Regions from separate parts of the Sus scrofa genome. Here regions 2 and 3 are each linked to region 1. The links are chromatin contacts, called in public promoter capture Hi-C maps. All regions are on one chromosome and are shown on one strand. The core of a region is the stretch at or near the end of the contact, and the rest is flanking DNA. Distances in the headings are between cores, read along the strand shown. Region 1 holds the start of ZNF597 (zinc finger protein 597). Region 2 holds the start of HCFC1R1 (host cell factor C1 regulator 1). Region 3 holds the start of ELOB (elongin-B).

The links. Promoter capture Hi-C pulls out the DNA fragments that hold promoters and counts their contacts.
Region 2: a promoter capture Hi-C map of liver shows a contact between it and region 1, with 3 times the contacts expected there. The contact joins the promoter of HCFC1R1 here to the promoter of ZNF597 in region 1. A contact is called at or near these places in 1 of 5 promoter capture datasets (liver), 1 of 47 Hi-C or Micro-C datasets (liver) and 1 of 2 datasets of contacts at active chromatin or transcription factors (alveolar macrophages).
Region 3: a contact with region 1 is called in a promoter capture Hi-C map of liver, with 2.4 times the contacts expected there. The contact joins the promoter of ELOB here to the promoter of ZNF597 in region 1. A contact is called at or near these places in 1 of 5 promoter capture datasets (liver) and 2 of 47 Hi-C or Micro-C datasets (heart right ventricle and liver).

The regions. Positions count from the first base shown.
Region 1 is chr3:38,786,952-38,790,135 of Sscrofa11.1, reverse strand. ZNF597 (zinc finger protein 597) reads right to left here and starts at 1,689. Exons shown (of 7, transcript XM_013995710.2): 1 at 1-1,689. The region is part of intron 1 of NAA60 (N-alpha-acetyltransferase 60); the gene reads left to right.
Region 2 is chr3:39,162,497-39,165,741 of Sscrofa11.1, reverse strand. It overlaps HCFC1R1 (host cell factor C1 regulator 1), which reads right to left and starts at 1,367. Exons shown (of 4, transcript XM_003481068.4): 1 at 906-1,367; 2 at 538-594; 3 at 296-424; 4 at 1-54. The coding sequence starts at 1,000. It overlaps THOC6 (THO complex 6), which reads left to right and starts at 1,111. Exons shown (of 13, transcript NM_001243684.1): 1 at 1,111-1,444; 2 at 2,209-2,324; 3 at 2,417-2,481; 4 at 2,572-2,675; 5 at 2,755-2,792; 6 at 2,876-2,924; 7 at 3,060-3,131; 8 at 3,230-3,245. The coding sequence starts at 1,406.
Region 3 is chr3:39,296,245-39,299,802 of Sscrofa11.1, reverse strand. ELOB (elongin-B) reads left to right here and starts at 1,611. Exons shown (of 4, transcript XM_003124746.4): 1 at 1,611-1,892; 2 at 2,018-2,152; 3 at 3,403-3,508. The coding sequence starts at 1,626.

The sequences.
Region 1 (3,184 bases), core at 440-2,939:
ATCTCAGAAAGTGTCCCGGTACCCAGGCAGAAGCAACAGAAAACTATGCCCCGCCGAGACTGGAGACGGTGAGCTTCACCCCAGCTAGGCTCCCACGCTCCCATGCTCCCCTACGATAGACCGGCCGGAAAAGCCGCCGGATGCCACCCGCCCCAAAGCCTTTTACGAAGCCTTGCCCTGTGGTTGGCCAGCGTGACCTCGGAGGGGGCAGGCCTTCTCGTTCGTTGGCCAATCGAGCGCCTTAATGGAAGGCCCACGGCTCACTGAGCTAGCTGGGAGGTGTAGTATTCCCTCACCTTTTCCAAGTAAGTATTTCCGGTTCCGCTGCCTGGGTCTCCCCAGTGAGCTCAGTGTTGGCTGACCAGACCAGGTGCGGCGTTAGGGTGACGCCGGAGGGACGTAAAGTTTCAGGAAAGAAGGAGAGAAAGTGGACGGGGAGAATCTGGAACCCGAACGAACATGGGTACTGAAATGTGGGTCCGGCCGGTCCAAATCTTAGGTCCGGCCGGGGCGCGGGACCTAGTCTTGGCTGGAGCGGTCGGCTGTGTGTTGGGCGGACTGTGGGACCGTGGAATGTAAAAGGGTGTCTTCTGCTTGGGAATAGTTCAGGTCGGCGTAGGCCGCTTTGTTAGTCTCCGACCCAGTGTATTTTGGCTGCTTTGTGCCAGGCGACTGAAGCCTAACGGAGCCAGGTGAGGCTCAGAGCCACAGCGGACCTCAAGCGGTACTACAGCCATTGGAGTGCAGCTCAGGACGTTGTGTGTGTCTCCTAATGAACTCACATTCGACCTGCACCGTTACCAAATATTTTCAGCTTCATTGCACTGGCCGCCCTGGTGTAGGGATTTGGAATTAGAAAAGTGAGCTTCTTCCCCAGCCCTGCTGTCAATGGCCAGTACACAGCTTTGCTTTCCTCAGGTGCAAAGAGCTCAGAATGCCTCTTTTCAGAGGGTACTTTTAATGAAGTTGTCAGTTTACAGAGGTGTTTGTTTGAAAAAAACAAAAACGATAGTTACTTTAATAGAAAATTCTGAATAAGTCTCAGTATATTTCTTATTCTAGTGCCAGGCATGTTCCTGTACTTAAAAGGTTACTCCAGGAATGGTTGAATGGTTATTGAAACAGTATCCTCAGAGGTGACAAAATAAGTAGTGGGATTTGGTGGAATATCAGATTGGATAGTTTCAGCTGCAAGTAACAGAAAACCCAACAAAATGTTCAAAGGTAGGGCAGTTACAGGTTGGTTAATTCAATGATTTGGTCACCATCATGGTCCCAATACTCCCGTATTTCTCCCCTGCCGTCCTTAGCATGTTGGGGAAGGCGGCAGTGGAATCCCCATAATACATGCAGACAAGCATTGTGTCATGTACCAATCCTAGAGCAATCATTATCAAGAGGAAAAAACACTACCTACTGTAATTGGTTTGGGCCCATCATGGTTTCCCTCCAGGGGACCCACTCTCCTGACTATTTACCTGCACAAAATCAGGGCTCTGTTGGAAAAGAAAAGGAAGTAGAATAGATAGGTAACTAACGGTATCTGCCACAAGTGACATTGTGACAGCTAGACCTAGGCCTTGTGGGAGTGGATCACAAAAGAGATATCTGGGGAGTTCCCGTTGTGGCTCAGTGGTTAATGAATCCGACTAGGAACCATAAGGTTGCAGGTTCGATCTCTGGCCTTGCTCAGTGGGTTAAGGATCTGGCATTGCCATGATTTGTGGTGTAGGTTGCAGACACGGCTCGGATCCCGCATTGCTGTGGCTCTGGTATAGGCTGGTGGCTACAGCTCCGATTCGACCCCTAGCCTGGGAACCTCCATATGCTGCGGGAGCGGCCCAAGAAATGGCAAAAAAAGACAAAAAAAAAAAAAAAAAGATATCTAGAGGTCCCAGGAGGACAGAAAAAGATGCTCTGGGAGTTGCCTTTGTGGCTCTGTGGGTTAAAACCCAATTAGTGTTGGAGTTCCCGTCATGGCGCAGTGGTTAACGAATCCGACTAGGAACCATGAGGTTGCAGGTTCGATCCCTGGCCTTGCTCAGTGGATTAAGGATCCGGCGTTGCTATGAGCTGTGGTGTAGGTTGCAGACGCGGCTCGGATCCCACGTTGCTGTGGCTGTGGCGTAGGCCAGTGTCTACGGCTCCGATTAGACCCCTAGCCTGGGAATCTCCATATGCTGAGAGAGCAGTCCTAGAAAAGACAAAAACAAAACAAAACAAAACCCTATTAGTGTCCATGAATAAGCAGGTTTGATCCCTGGCCTTGCTCAGTGAGTTAAGGATCCAGCATTGCCACACGTTGTGGCGTAGTTCGCAGATGTGGCTTGGCTCTGGTGTTGCTGTGGCTGTGGTGTAGGCCCACAGCTGCAGCTCCCATTTACGCCTAACTCAGGAACTTGCATATGCTGCAAATGTTGCTCTAAAAAGCCAAAAAAAAAGGAACAAAAAGGTGCTGAAAGTAAAGGTGGAAGGACAAACTTTCCTGAAGGCTAGACCAACACCAAGGCTAAATGTTGAAGAAGCGCTAACAGCGTGATACAAGTCACCATGGAGTCACATTGCTGCTCAAGTAGTCACCCTTCCCTGCTTCCTTTGTACTTAATTTTATGCTAGTCTTATATCAGGGATGTCTCATTTAAGTTTGATTGTTGTCCCTTCCTTTGAATTCTGTTCTCATTATTACAGGTAGATAAACACAGTTTCCCATGACCAGAAATTACACTTGTGGTATTAACTCGATGGATAACCAGGAAGTTATCTCTGAAACAGGAGAGGAAACAAAATCTTCCCTACACCTCTGAATACCAAAACTAAATGAGTAGATCAAGAAAGAAGCTTGAACACTTGATCTGGCTAAAAGGAAAGAGATGAGATACAAAATCTGATAGACCAAGATCGAAAGATTAAGACTGAATTATATGCCTAATTTGATTTTTTTTTTAACCAGAGATGGTTGACCGTATATTCATTAGATGTTCAAGTGACAGTTTTTTTTTGTTTGTTTTTTTTTTTTTTTTGCTTTTTTTTTTTTAGGGCTGCACTCGTGGCATATGGAGGTTCCCAGGCTAGGGGTCAAACCAGAGCTACAGCTGCCAGCCTAACCACAGCCACAGCAATGCCAGATCCGAGCCATGTCTGTGACCTACACCATAGCTCATGGCAGCACTGGATCCTTAACCCA
Region 2 (3,245 bases), core at 118-2,617, 380 kb before region 1:
TCGGGGATCAGGTTCCCAGGGTAGCGCCAGAGAAGCAGCTCGGGGCAAGAGGTTCTGGAAGAGGAAATGACAATCAGAAGAGAGCTGAGGCTGGCCTGGCAGAGCCACACCCCACCTGGTCCAGGTTCCCAGGGGCTCCTAGGCTGCTGGCACCTTCTTAGGAGCCAAGATGGGAAACAGCAGAGGTTGGCTAGAAGCTAAAAATAGCAGGATGAGGCAGAGCCTGGAGACTGGCTCTGAGGATTGGGTATGATCCTCCAGAAGGCCCCGCTGGTGGACTGTGGATAGTGCCTACCTGAGTGGGGGCAGAGCTGGGGAGAGAGCCATGGGGGGGCTGCAGTACGGGTGGTCATTGTGCAAGCTCAGCTGAGAAAAATGGGTGGCCATGTTCTCCTCAGACAGGAACTGCTTGCGCAGGGGCTCCCTGGGGAGAGACGGGGAGGCAGGCAAGCTGGGATATTCAGAGGAGAAGTAGTATGATGGGGACCTGAGGTGACAGAGGTCTTGCTGGGAGTTCCTCCCTGCCCCCAAACTCACTGCTCCGCCTCCAGGCGCCGCTTGGTGCTCATGGGCACAGCTCCTCGGAGAGGGGAGCTGGGAAGAAAAGAGAGCCAGGAGCATCCCACCCTCTTGGCCCCATCCCAAGGATCTGCCCGCCTAAGCCAGCGCGTCAGCCAGGAGCGCCCAGCCCATCTCCGTCTCAGCTGACGCCCAAGTCACCCCCTCTCTCAAACCATCCAGAAGCCTGCCTGGGAGGTCTCAGTCCCCAGTCTCCGACCGTGGCTCAGCTCACGCCCAAGCCCTGCGGACAATCCCCACCGTGTGTCAGCCTGCAGACCAGCCTGAGGCCACAGCCAAAGCTCCTGGGCCCCCGAGCCAGGCCCGCCTAGGGCTCCCATACACACCTCGCGTCCAGGCCTCGGGGCACTCCCGAGGTGGCCCGCGGGTCGCGCTGGGCCCGACCCTGGGGGCCTCGCTCCAGGGGCTGCTGCAGGATCATTGGGGTTCGAGGTCCTGCGGTCTGAAGGGGTGGGATCCAGGCGCCGGGGAGGAGTCTCCGAGGGCGTGGCCCAACGCGTAGGGCGTGGCTTTAGGCGTACGCAGCGGCCAGAGTCTGCGCAGGCGCGGAAGGCTGACGGCACGCGGCTGGAAGGCGGGTCTGCTCTGCGGGGTGGGGGCGGGGGCCCGCCGTAGCGGGGTTGCGGTGGGTACCACTTAGTCTTGGGATCTTCTTGGCGGTCACCTGCGCTGCTGGGACTCGGGTTACGCAGAGGCCGTCTTCACGCCGGGCTGGCCAGCGGTGTTGGGGAGGTAGGGCGCCGCGAAGGGGAGCTGCTCCGGAGGCACTTCCGGACTCGTGAGGCTACGTGGAGCGCGGAGCTCTCTGGGACTTTTAGTTCTCGAGATGGACCGAGCGGTGCCGCCGGCGGTGCCTCTGGGTCAGGTGAGGCGTGCGTGGTGCGCGGTGCCTTCTGGGGTTTGTAGTCCACGCCCGGCTTCGAAGCGGCTGGCAAGCAGTCGTGCCCTGATCTCTGTTTCGCGTGGGCTCTTGGTGGGACTCGGATTCTGACCCGTGGGCGGGAGAATAACCCAGAAATACCTCAGGGGCCTTACATGAAAGTCAAAAGGTAGGGATTAAAAGGGCGGGAGTTCCCGCTGTGGCGCAGCAGGATCGGCGGCGTCTTGGGATTGCTGGGATCCCCTGCACAGTGGGTTAAGGACCCGGCGTTGCCGCATCTGTGGCTTAAGTCTCGACTCCGTCTGGGATCTGATCTCTGGCCCGGGAACTCCATATGCTGCCGCAGGACGGTCAAAAAAAAAAAAAAAGTACATTTTTCTGTTTGGGAGTAAGGCCACTTTTTAAAGCGGTTTCTCCTTGTGCGAAGTTCTTTGTTTACAGTAGCTTATCCATTCGGGACAAAAATCTCCCAGGAGCTCCATTCCGTAGTTGAGGAAACCTGCAGGAGAGTCTGGATGCTTGCTAAAAGTTCCACTAAGCATCAAGCCGCACCGCTCTCCTTTCTCGCCTCCTTCTCAGAGCCGTTCCTGGGACTGTATGGGCAGGTGCCCCCTGGTGGGCTGTTTCACAGGAGGACTGAGAGGTCTCGGGGGTGCGAGGCTGGGCTGGCAGCAGGGAAAGCGGGCAGGAGTCTGTGGATCCGAGGTCTTGGAAGCCCCAGACAGCCTTCATCCAGTCTCTCTCCACAGATGGAAGTATTTCAGGCCCTGCAGCGGCTGCACATGACCATCTTCTCCCAGAGTGTCTCACCTTGTGGGAAGTTCCTGGCGGCTGGCAACAATTATGGGCAGATAGCCATCTTTAGGTACACTTGCCCCCGCTCCCCACCACCCGTTAGCTCCTGGGGCTGACGCCTCCTGCTTCTGACTCTCAGGCCCCTCTTCCCTCTCCCTTCAGCTTGTCTGCTGCTCTGAGCTCCGAGGCCAAAGAGGAAAGTAAGAAGCCCATTGTGACTTTCCAAGGTGGGTGCCGCCATCGAGTCTGTCTTGGGGAACCCCAGGGTGGATGAGAGGAGCAGGATGGGGTCACTCAGGTTCTGCCCTTGCATTTAGCCCATGATGGGCCTGTCTACAGCATGGTGTCCACTGATCGACATCTGCTCAGTGCCGGGGATGGGGAGGTGAAGGCCTGGCTTTGGGCGGAGATCCTTAAGAAGGTGAGTGTGGAGCTGGGGGAAGGGTGAGCTGCCCAGACCCAGAGAGAGTCTTTGTCACCCAATGTTTCCTTCCCCGAAGGGCTGTAAGGAGCTGTGGCGTCGTCAGCCCCCATACAGGTGAGCCAGGGCCATGTGGGCAGAGGGCACATGGAGGTGAAGGTATGGCCTCATCAGAGCTGACGTGGTTTTTCCTCCCCCAGGACCAGCCTAGAAGTACCTGAGATCAATGCTTTACTTCTCGTCCCCAAGGTTCGAGCCCTTTATAATCAGGGCCCTCCCCTGCCCTGTTCTTGGGCCAGATTTGATCCTTACCCTCCCCTGCCCTGACGTGACACTGACCTCTGACCCCACTCGCCCATGCCCTGCCCGCGCCTTCTTCTGCAGGAGAATTCCCTCATCCTGGCGGGTGGAGACTGTCAGCTGCACACGATGGACCTTGAGACGGGGGCCTTCACCGTGAGCTGTGGAGCTGGAGTGGCTGGGGGGGAGGCAGCAGGCGGGGAGGGGGGTGGCCTCTTCCTGGATCTTGTCCTGACACTGCCCTCTCCCTGCAGCGGGCCCTCCGCGGCC
Region 3 (3,558 bases), core at 362-2,861, 510 kb before region 1:
CCCCAGGTCAGGAACGTGCCTTAAGATCCACAGCAGAGGAGTTCCCGTCGAGGCTCAGTGGTTAATGAATCTGACAAGGAACCATGAGGTTGCAAGTTCAATCCCTGGCCTTGCTCAGTGAGTTAAGGATTCGGTGTTGCCGTGAGCTGTGGTGTAGGTTGCAGACGCTGCTCAGATCCCATGTTGCTGTGGCGTAGGCCAGCGGCTACAGCTCCGACTAGACCCTCAGCCTGGGAGTCTAGTCCATATGCCACAGGGGCAGCCCAAAAAATGGCAAAAAGAAAAAAAAAAGAGAGAGAGAGAGACCCACAGCAGACAAGAGGTGGAACCAGGTTTGAATTTGGGCAACCAACTCAAATTCCACACTGAGTTCTATCACTTCCTTTTTAGAAATGAAAGTAGTTATAAAACACTACAGATGAGAGACACACGAGCAACTGGTGGCTATTGACAATTACTATTTATTTATTTACTTATTTATTTATTTATTTATTTGTCTTTTTGCTATTTCTTGGGCCGCTCCCTCGGCATATGCAGGTTCCCAGGCTAGGGGTCCAATCGGAGCTATGGCCACCGGCCTACGCCAGAGCAATAGCAACGCGGGATCCAAGCCAAGTCTGCAACCTACACCACAGCTCATGGCAACGCCGGATCCTTAACCCACTGAGCAAGGGAAGGGACCGAACCCGCAACCTCATGGTTCCTAGTCGGATTTGTTAACCACTGCGCCATGACGGGAACTCCCACAATTACTATTTATTAATGAGCACTTCAAAAAATTTGCAATTCCTATCATGGGTCAGTGGAAGGCAATCTGACTAGCAGCCATGAGGTTGCGGGTTTGATCCCTGGCCTGGCTCAGTGGGTTAAGGATCCGGCGTGGCTGTGTGGCTGTGGTGGTGGCGTAGGCTGGCAGCCACAGGTCCGACTGGACCCCTAGCCTGGGAACCTCCATATGCCGCGGGTGTGGCCCCAAAAATAAATAAATAAATAAAAATAAAAAACTTAGGAGTTCCCGTCGTGGCGCAGTGGTTAACGAGTCCGACTAGGAACCATGAGGTTGCGGGTTCGGTCCCTGCCCTTGCTCAGTGGGTTAACGATCCGGCGTTGCCGTGAGCTGTGGTGTAGGTTGCAGACGCAGCTCGGATCCCGCGTTGCTGTGGCTCTGGCGTAGGCTGGCGGCCACAGCTCCGATTAGACCCCTTGCCTGGGAACCTCCATATGCCGTGGGAGCGGCCCAAGAAATAGCAAAAAAAAGACAAAAAAAACAAAACAAAACAAAAAAACAAACTTAGGTAGAGGAGTTCCCGCTGTGGTGCACTGCCAGAGCCGATGCTCAGATTCGATCCCTAGCCTGGGAACGTCCGTGGACCTCCTCAAAATGGCCGCCAGGGAGCCCTTGTTCTCGAGTCGGACTCCCCAATATGGCAGCCCAGATCTCATTGAGATGTGAATGTCTTGCCGCCCTGATGACTCAGGGACACATCTTTCCTTCTCTCTCCTTGGGATGTGAGGTACCCTAGCTCACACAGTTAGTCCCTGATATCCCCCCAAAAAGGATGGGCCTGCACCCAGGCATCTCCTCACTGCATCAATCTGGGGACCTCGTCTTTGCCACACCCAAGATGGCGCCATCGGCCACTGCCGGACGCCCACAGCCTCAGCCCCTCGGCCAACCAGCCCCGCCCCACGCCACGGCGCCGAGATGGCTGCCAGACACAGGGCCGCAGCGCCCCTCCCTTGCGGATTACTTAAAATGGCGGCCTCGGGGCCGGGCGCGGGGCGGGGCCGCCGGGCGCGGGGCACGCTGGGGTGCGGCGCCCGGGCTGCCGGGAACGGGGAGGAGCGCGGCCGCGCCGGCGCGTCGAGGGGGAGAGGTAGCCGCTGCGATGGTGAGCGGGCGCGGGGGGAGGGGCGCCGGGCCGGGGCCGGGGCCGGGGGCCGCGGGGGCCACGGGGGCCACGGGCCGCGCGGGGGCAGCCCGGGCTCCGCGCTCACGCCTGCCCGCCGCCCCCAGGACGTGTTCCTCATGATCCGGCGCCACAAGACCACCATCTTCACTGACGCTAAGGAGTCGAGTACCGTGTTCGAGCTGAAGCGCATCGTCGAGGGCATCCTCAAGCGGCCGCCGGACGAGCAGCGGCTGTACAAGGTGCGGTCCTGTCGGTTCCGGGCGGCCGGGGGCGCGTGCTGCTGGGAACCGCCGCCGGAGCTTGGCCGGGGGCGCCCGGCAGCCGCGTCGTCGATGTAAACATCGGCTGCTGACCGCCGCGGGCCGGAACTCCCCCGCGTGGGGCCGTTGCTCGGACTCAGAGAAGTGAAGCCCCGGTAGCGCCTGCTCCACCGGAGGATCTCGATTCCGGTGGCTTTGAAGGCGCGCGCCAGGCCCTCTGCCGAGTGCCCGGGGCCAGCGTCGCATCTAATAATCCCAGAAGCAGCCCGCCGAGACGTGCAGGCTCTTGCTGGACTTGTCTCCTCCGTAGTTGGAGAAACTGAGGCTGGGAGGTGGTTCCTTAACTATCCCAAGGTCATGGGCAGAGTCGGGATTTGAGTCCCGGGGCCCTTAACCTTCTGCTGGCCCATCACACGCGCCCCATCCGCCCTGGACACCGCTTAATACAAAGAAATGGAGGGTTTGGGGATGAGTTGGGTCCCGTCGGTTCTTCGCCTACCAGCTGTTTATGACTCCCTACCATGCTGCTGGGGTTCTAAACGCAGCTCCCCCCCCCCCCCCCCCGCTCCGCTCCCCCTTACAAACCAACTGCAGTTATTCAGCAAGGATGGCTTGGATTTCGGGGCTTTCTTTGGGAATCCGGTGTGTCAGCCTCTCGTTAAAGGCTCTCCCCCGAAGTGCCTCGATCTAATACTGGCTGGAAACTGGTCTTTCATTCCAAGCTGAGTCCTCATTCCCTTTGTCACTGAAGGCCTTTCCTTGCTGATACCTCCTGGGGGTGGGGGGGGGGCTTCCATGATAAGGACCTTGCCTGCTGCCTGAGCTCTTCCATGTGCTATGCTCCTTGCTTTCTGTGTGTCCTTTGGGCATGAAAACCGGGCGGCCCTGGGAGTTGGGGATTGCCGTATCCACACCCGCCACGCGTTTTGCAGAGAAGGAAACTTCACCTCCAAAAATCAGCCCCTTTGTGCAAAGTGGTAGAGTGGGCATTCAGCCAGGTCTGCTTGTGGCCAGATTGGACCATTGACGCTTGAAATTAGATTCACCTGCAACTGGGGAGGAACAACTGCAGATTTTAGAGCCCTCACCTGGGAGGGTCTGATTTGAAAGGCCTGGGGCGTAGCCTGGACGCTCTTGGACGTCCTCGGGTGGTTCTGGGCCCTGTTTGGCTTTCAGTGTAGTTGCCTTTCCGGGGCTGCCCCTGAGACCCTGCCTGCCTCTCTCCTCAGGACGACCAGCTTCTGGATGACGGCAAGACCTTGGGCGAGTGCGGCTTCACCAGCCAGACCGCGCGGCCTCAGGCCCCAGCCACCGTGGGGCTGGCCTTCCGGGCAGGTGAGGGGGACAGGGCTGGGGTGGGGCCGTCGGGGGAGCCTGCAGTCCTT